Linked DNA regions of Gossypium hirsutum: all the other regions are linked to region 2. Evidence: chromatin contacts called from public Hi-C data. All regions are on one chromosome and are shown on one strand. Each heading gives the region's core, a stretch centred on a gene start, on an enhancer-like site or on the middle of the called end of the contact. The rest is flanking DNA. Distances are from core to core; before and after follow the strand shown. Region 1 holds the start of LOC107891240. Region 2 holds the start of LOC107891281 (cationic amino acid transporter 4, vacuolar). Region 3 holds the start of LOC107891229.

Region 1 (2,700 bases), core at 58-2,557, 400 kb before region 2:
TCAAAATTTCATATTCAAAGACAGAAATTTCAAGCATAAGTGAACAATCAAAAGCAAAATAGAAATAAAAGTTGGGAATACCTTCAGGGATTGTGAGAAGAGGCTGAGAAGAGAAATCACAAAGGCAAGGTGGGCAAGTGTTGGAAGTGTAGCTGAAGGCTACTAACCCTTCCATGAAATGCCAATACAAAGGTGGACCCACTATGTAGCCGAATAAACAGAGGCCCAATAGACACAACCCCACCTTCAACGCCGCTGTCTGGTTCACTGCCATCTCTTCTATCCCAGAGTCTAACTGGAAACCAAATCAAGACTGAAGTAATTTGATGCAGTAGTCGGCAAAATGTCAAATCCTAACCATGCATTTTGATTCAATACAAAATGCTAATGTCAAGCGAGGGAAAGGAGAGCAAAGACGTGAATAGCATCTACAAAAGACGAACTAAACTATTAGTCGCCTTACTGAGACCATAGTGTTAACTAGGGTTGTAAATGAATAACGCGTTTGATTAACGGTTCACTTATGTTCGTTTATAACTTAAATCGCATAATTATCAAAACTTATAACATAAAAGAGATCAAACCTTAACTAAATCAAACAAACTAATCGAAGGAACAAGCAATTAAAACCGCCATTGAAATTAATAAGAACTGCAAATCAATTACTGAAACTAAAGCACCAAAGATAAAAAAAATTAAAAATAAAGAGAAATCCATAATAATTTTATATACTTACACGAAATTGAAGACGAAGATAAACAAGAAATTAAATAATTTATATTAGAATAAAAAGAATTAAAATTTGAATATAGATTTAAAAATTTATTTTTCAAAAGGAAATAAAATGAAGAAAGGGAAGAGCGTACAGATTTGCGGTGTAGAGAATCAGCGAGGGCGAAATCCCGAACAGCCACTCACCAGATCCTCATCATCTTTCTTCTTTTGGTCCTCAGCCGTACAGATCTTGGAAGAATCCGAAGCAGCTGCAGGACGGCTTCAGCATATGAGATCGAAAGACATGATTCCCTCCCCCCCTCCCGATAGAAGCAAAAGGAAGAGGCTAGGGTTTTAATTGAATGTTGAAAAGGAAATTGGAACAGTCAAATTGCACACCGCGTCTCTTCCGTTGGTTGAGATTAAAGGTGGGTAGGCATGAAATCTTCAAGAGAGAAAATTTATGAGAAGGGGATTTTGATCGATGAAACGAAAGGGAATAGAATCAGGGTTTTTAGCAGCACAAAACTGGGGATATAGGGGAGGGGGTGAAAATAAAACGACGCGATTTAGATGGAAAGTGTATCTCAACTTTTTGCGGCGTTTTCATAAAAAATGCCACTATAACTCAATTTTTTGTGGTGTTTTTTTCCAAAAAAGGCCACTATTGTTTAATTTTATTTTCTTCATTTTAATATTTTTTTCTATTTTTTTCTTTTAAAATTTTTATACTGAGATTATCATTTTTTAGAATTTTTATTTTTTTAAATTTTGAATATTGATCTTTTTAACTGAAATATGGACTAAAATATTAAATATTAAAATTTTAAGTTTTTAATTTTTAAATTTTTAATTTTTAAATTTTTAAATTTTTTGAAGATTTTATCATTTTTAAACTAACATATAAAATACAAAATGAAACTTTAATAGAAATAAAATGGAATCGATGAATTAAAAAAAATACAAAATGACAAAGCAATACAAGTATTATTCTTTTAAGTATAAATACATCAATATATTGAATATTGAATATATAAATATAAAATGATGTTATATCAATAATTGTGTTAATAATTTACAAGAACTGGATCAAATTAAAGTTCATGCATGTATACAATTGCACACTGAACCATTGTTCATGTATGCTTTTGGGATTTAACCCATTTTGATATATTTTTAAAAAAAATAATAATTTATATTTATCTTATTTAGATTTATATTATAAAAAAAATCCAAGATACACAAGTAGTTCACCATATTTACCCCTAAACACTAAAAATTAAATCCCAAATCCTAAACCATAAACCCTAAATCCTAGACCATGAACATATATATATACTTAATATCCATATGAAATTTATTTTTTAGATTTTAGGGTTTATGATTTAAGAGTTTATGATTTATGGTTTATAGTTTAGGGTTTGGGATTTATGATCTATAGTTTATGAGTTTATGATTTGAGATTTAGGGTCTAGTGTTTAAAGAGTTATTGATCAGTGTTTTTAGTTTTAGGGGTTTATGATTAGAGATTAGTTTTAAGGCTTGGGGTTTAGTGGTTGGAGTTTTAAGAGTTTATGATTTGAGATTTAGGGTCTAGTGTTTAAAGAGTTATTGATCAGTGTTTTTAGTTTTAGGGGTTTATGATTAGAGATTTAGGGTCTGAGGGCTAAAATGTTGTTGATTTAAGGGGTTAGGGGTTAGGGTTTAGAAAAAGCCATAACATTGATTTTAATAGCTTTGTAACTTAATTAAATGAAAACTTCTAATTAAATAGTTTGGTTATCAAAGTGTAACTTTTCATAATTAAGTAACTAAAATGAAATTAACTTTCCCATAGCTAAGTGAATGGTGTAGTTAATTTATATTGTTTATAAAGTCAGTTTTAGATATGATCAAAATAAAATTGAATTCAAAATAAAAATAAGACCTTATTTAATTTGTTATAATTTGGTCCTATCCAAATAGATAATTACCTATCCAATATAA
Region 2 (2,700 bases), core at 70-2,569:
ATCCACCACAACTCCGAGCTGAGGGATTGTGTGACGAACCAAAAAGGCAGGCAGATTACCTTCACCTCCCAAAAATAAGGCCTGAAACACACAGCAATGAAGATCTTACAACATTCGCTCAAGTGAGGTAATAAATTACAGTATTATGCCAAAATTTTAGAAGTAAATCCTCACTATATTGGGTGATATGCCACCAGCAATAGCAGCACCACCAATTGTGTATTCTAGAATCAAAGACCAACCGATCAACCAAGCAACACTGCAAGTAACCACATTCTTACCTTACAAACCGAAATCAGATGCAATTATATAGAAAAACTGGAAAATATAAAATGATCCAATGATTTTAGTTTACCTTTCCCCTATGCATATATAGGTATAATGATATGCACTCCCAGCAGATGGGCAACGACTAGCAAGCTCTGCATAACAAAATGCGGAGAGTGCGGCAGCTAGTCCGGCAATGAGAAATGAAACAGTAAGAGCAGGTCCTGTGTGCTCTCTAGCAACTGTTCCAACAAGAACATATACCCCAGCTCCAATGGTTGTCCCTACTCCTGATTAATACAACATTCATTTAACAAATGTCAATGTGTATGAAACATCTAAAACGACTACCGCTATAGCTCCAAACATGAATTAAAATCCTTAAAGAAAACCAACAAACACCCATCACCCCCACATTCAACAAGCTCAGTATTCAGTCACCCTGGTTCCATCTCCATGACTAAAACTGCACTAAAGACCAAATTTTCAGAGAAACAACCAACACTTTTGCTTCAAAACAAAAACCAATAAAACAGGAGAGCACAGGAATAAACTGAAATGCCTATAAAACCAGAATATATATATATATCAAATGAAAATATGAGATAAGATGAACAAAAAATAAAATAAAATAAACCCAAATAGCAGAAGTACAAATTGAAGCAAATTAATAGCAGGAATACCAATGGCAGTGAGGTCAAGAGCAGTTAGTTTCCTGGCTAATTGGTGACCTTCTCTCCTTACATGGACCGAATCAACTTGTTTTCTTCTAACTAAGCTTTTGAAACCCTTTGAACACTTTGAAAGTAGTGCTTCACCCTTGTCTTGCATACTAACAATCATACTTCAAAAAAATTCCTTTTGTTTACTTCCTGTTTTGTTGGGTGAAAATTTTATTAGTAGAGAATAAAAAGAAAGAGCTTTTGATGAATTTACAGGAAACCCATATGACAAATAATGTTAAAGAATTAGAAAGAAGAAAGGTTTTTGACTTTTTGGAGATAACTGAGAGGCAGAGAGATAACAGCTTTGGTCTAAATATGGGGCGAACACGTCGTGGTTACGTGTAAAAGAGTCTTCATATTTATATCCCCATCCAATCTAAACAAAGAAACCATTAAAACAGCATTAATGCGATAACATCAGTTAAATTTTTGTTTTTTTTTTTTTTGTCAATTACAATTTTCTTCTTGTTGAAATACCATTCACAATTTAATATTGTACAACTCCATCAAAATAATTATGAAATAGCCTTTTTAAGTATTGATACTTAATGATAACTAATTTTTAATTACAGAATAAATAAATATATGATATCTTTTTTTATAAAGTTAAAACAATTTATTTTTATTTTATCTATAAAAAAATTTACTATATATATTTTTGAGTACTTTTTATTATATTAATATGAAATATATATATATTACTAATACTGGTAATTGAGGAATGTGAAAGTGAAAACTACATGCTTATGTAATGAAACACATAATCTGTTATGTATCGCATAATTTGATATATATATATGTAATATATATAATTGAAATTATATTTTGGCTTATTTCATAGTGAAAAAAGAAATTATGTAATACATATATTTATAAAATATATATAAAAATAATATATGAAATTTTGGTTAAATGATAAAAATATAATTACTAAAAAATATTGGGGTTTGAATTTAAATCTTATTATATTTATTCATATTTCTATTTTTCAATATAAAATATATAAAATAACAAAAATATTTTCAAAATATTATAATTTACTTTATAAAATAAAAGTAAACTCATCATTATCTAATTGACTCGTGACTCCAAATTATTTTTTGGATCATCATTATTCGACACCTAAAATATTCTATGCAAGAAACTAGTACTTACAGTTTGGATACAACTTTTAAAATTAAAAAAAAAAAAGTAAAATTTAAGCTTTTAAAATTGGAAAACATCAAGCCTTCTATCATGTATAGTTTGTTTGTATATAAAATTACAAAAGTGAAAGTGAGGCCTATAAAATACTTTAGCCAAAGATCCAATCAATCGCTTCAAAGGATTTTCTTGTTTTAAAGGAAAGAATAAAAGAGCTGCTTTCTGAACCTAATCACTGAATCCGTCTAGGTTCTTACAAGCGACAACATGAGAATCAACACGCATATATTTACATACAGTAATACTTTATGGTTGGTAAACATGATTTTCAATGGATTTTTTGTTTTCTTTTTTAAGATTATTTATTTAATATTTTTATACAAACCTAAAGAGCAAATTATACTGTAGCATGTGCCCAACATAAGTACATTGCAAAGGTAACTTAGTCACAGACACAACATACAATACAACAACATGAAAACATTAAAAGAAAAAAGAAACATTCATAAGATAGAGATAAAAAGAGGCCAAGGCAAATGTTTTCCTCGCTAATTAATAGTTTTTC
Region 3 (2,700 bases), core at 155-2,654, 430 kb before region 2:
TTTATTACGAGGAGAAAAAAAATAGAAGCCTGACAAATTCCTCTGGTTTTGGGCCTTTAATAGATATAAGCTTTGGAAAACCGCGAGTTGTGGTACTTCATTACGTCGACAACAATCGATAAAATAAGCCACTGTGATCCACCAGGAGAACCCACAGAGTAGACAATGAGCAATCTGGTACTCTTGAAGGAGATGACAGAATAACGAATGTAAGGGCAAGTAGAACCCGACTTCTAGAGCATGGATGGGTAGCAAGAAGCTGTTGTCACTAGTATCAATAAGCCTGTGTAGCCCATCAGGAATGGAGAATTCATAAGCAAAATTAAGGTTTTGAATCCCCTGTGCGCCCAAAGCTCGACTCATTTCTTTTTCTTTTGTAGTGAAATGAAGAAGTTAGCTTTTACAAAGATTTTCAAAAGCACGCTTTCGTGGTGGGTAATGGGGAATTATTCGACCATTAGCCCCTTCATTCTCGACATATTTCTGATGTAGAAAAAGAAGAAAAAAAAGATAGAAGAAAGTTAAAATCTAAGACGAGGATGTTACCAAGATTTACCTTGAAGAAAGCTTCAATCGAGCCTGGTTGTAAAAAATGTTAAAATTGTAAGTTTAGGGTTTCAAAAACCCCTTTAAGGAAGTTTCTCTTCCCCGTATTTTGACGGTTCAAATAACCGAGGAGTGCTAACAGTTAGATACAAATAGGTGCGATTGACTCGTACAAGTGGCGAAGTTAACGTCATGTTCCAGTGGTCACTGCGTATTCTGCAAGCTGTATAAATCGAAGTGATGGCTCTAAGGAGTGTCACTTAATAGCCCTCCTTAAACCCAATAGGGGGGCTAGATTGTTATATACTTATGATCTCCAACCCGAAAACCAGATAAGGTCCGGGTTGCCTACCTGCGACTAGGCTAGGCCTTACCAGATTGATGCGTGCAAGCTTTAGAGTATGAAGTCAGCAAGGAGAGCTCGCGGTCTCAGCTCTCATATACCCAAGGAGTTACACATGTCCAACATGCATAGAGTTTACTAAAACCGTCAATTCTATGAACAGTAACCATGTATATAAATAATCGATTGTCCTCTTTAATGCGACACAACGAAAATAATACTCAACAAATATTTATTTGATTTAAAATTTAATATGTTTTATGTTATTAAATATATTTCTGTGCGTGTATCCACATTTTAATTGTCAATATCATTATTTCTTTTATTGTTAGTTTATGAAATTTCAATAACTTATTTTTTTTTTTAAAAATCCAAACAAAATAATTATAAATATTAGTATTTTTAAAGCATGCATTTTAAAAATTATAATTTAAAAAAATTAAAAATTTTAAAAATTTGATGCAAGGATTTGGATTTTTTTAGGAAGAAATGGATTTTTGGGCTAGATTTGAGATTCAATGGGCTTTCGTGAACACTACTATTATATTTTTCTTGATAAACTAATTTAAAATTGATGTCAACTCGTTCGCAGCTGTTTCTTCCCTGTTTCTCCGATCCCCATCCATGTCAGAAGCTGAACAAGCCAATTCCCCAAAGCCTCCTCCAGTAAACTATCTTTTTTCTCTTCATTTATCTTAAATTCTGTGTATTTTTCTTTTCCATGTATATATGTTTAAGTTCATGCATGTCGACAAATGCTGCCGCTGGTGGGGGGATGGCAATTATCTCCTATAACTGTGAAATTGATTCGAAAATTTGAATTTTGATGCTAGTTTATCAATGGGTTTTGTTAATACACTACATGTTCCATAAAAAACACGATTTTTTATGCTGATTTTACTTTCCGGAAGCAGTCAAATCGATTATCATTTATTTATTTGTGTTCGAATGTGTAGTATTTAGAGGTTTTATGCAAAAGTTCCGGCAAGAAAACCCGGTTTGCAGCCGGCACTAAGGCCGGATTTGCAGTGTCATTGATAAATAGAAAGTTGGGTATCGGAGCTCCGGTTGCCTTGCATATTGAATCCTTTAGAGAAGGGGAGGAACCCATTATTTTTGGCCCTGATGCTGTTCTTGTGAATTATGGCAATGGTTGGAATTTGCAAACTGTTAATGAAATGGATTTTCCTGGTACTTGACTTCTTATCAGATTAAAGTATAATTATGCTTTTGGGTGTTGGGATTGTGTAGGTTCTCATTTGCTTACATCCTTGTCCGTGTTTCCTGTTTAGGCATTGGAAAAGGCAAACATGTTCGGGGATTTCCGACACAGCTCCCTAATGGAAAGGTAATAACATCCTCTAGCATTTCCTTTAATGTATGTTGTCAAGCGGTTTTCAGATTGAACAATTGTCAGGATGATTTGATTAATGTTTTCATGACAAAGAAGAAATAAAATTTTGTAAGCATTACATGCCTCCGCTGAGCTGCTTTACGTCTTCAGTTGCATATCTGCAGTTCTAAGACTAGTTTGGAATTATAGTGGTTGTGTCATTACATGGATGAAGTGTTGTAAAAAGGGAATGCCAATTTGAAAACCTTCCTTTTTGAGGTGCTATTTCCTCATGATCTAGTTGCCGTTACTGGAAATTAGTAATGAGAAATCAATTTTGTTTCAAAGTTTTTAATATTTTCAAATAACCATACAAATTCATATAATTTTCAACAAATATATGCTTATTATAAACATCAAACTAGATTATATTTTTAACAATAAAAATCTGGATTTACGTAAGTCATTTTATTGTTTC

What was found. A called contact is a pair of places that touch in the nucleus more often than the background predicts.
Region 1: a Hi-C map of leaf shows a contact between it and region 2, with 2.7 times the contacts expected there. The contact joins the promoter of LOC107891240 here to the promoter of LOC107891281 in region 2. A contact is called at or near these places in 4 of 34 Hi-C or Micro-C datasets (all in leaf).
Region 3: a Hi-C map of leaf shows a contact between it and region 2, with 2.0 times the contacts expected there. The contact joins the promoter of LOC107891229 here to the promoter of LOC107891281 in region 2. A contact is called at or near these places in 2 of 34 Hi-C or Micro-C datasets (hypocotyl and leaf).

Annotation. Positions count from the first base shown.
Region 1 is chrA11:92,662,224-92,664,923 of Gossypium_hirsutum_v2.1, forward strand. LOC107891240 reads right to left here and starts at 1,308. Exons shown (of 7, transcript XM_041081539.1): 1 at 867-1,308; 2 at 82-428.
Region 2 is chrA11:93,061,367-93,064,066 of Gossypium_hirsutum_v2.1, forward strand. It overlaps LOC107891281 (cationic amino acid transporter 4, vacuolar), which reads right to left and starts at 1,320. Exons shown (of 14, transcript XM_016816038.2): 1 at 951-1,320; 2 at 356-557; 3 at 175-259; 4 at 1-81. The coding sequence starts at 1,110. LOC107891302 (BTB/POZ and MATH domain-containing protein 4) reads right to left here. Exons shown (of 4, transcript XM_016816055.2): 4 at 2,548-2,700.
Region 3 is chrA11:92,635,767-92,638,466 of Gossypium_hirsutum_v2.1, forward strand. It overlaps LOC107891229, which reads left to right and starts at 1,405. Exons shown (of 4, transcript XM_016815961.2): 1 at 1,405-1,555; 2 at 1,846-2,080; 3 at 2,182-2,237. The coding sequence starts at 1,514.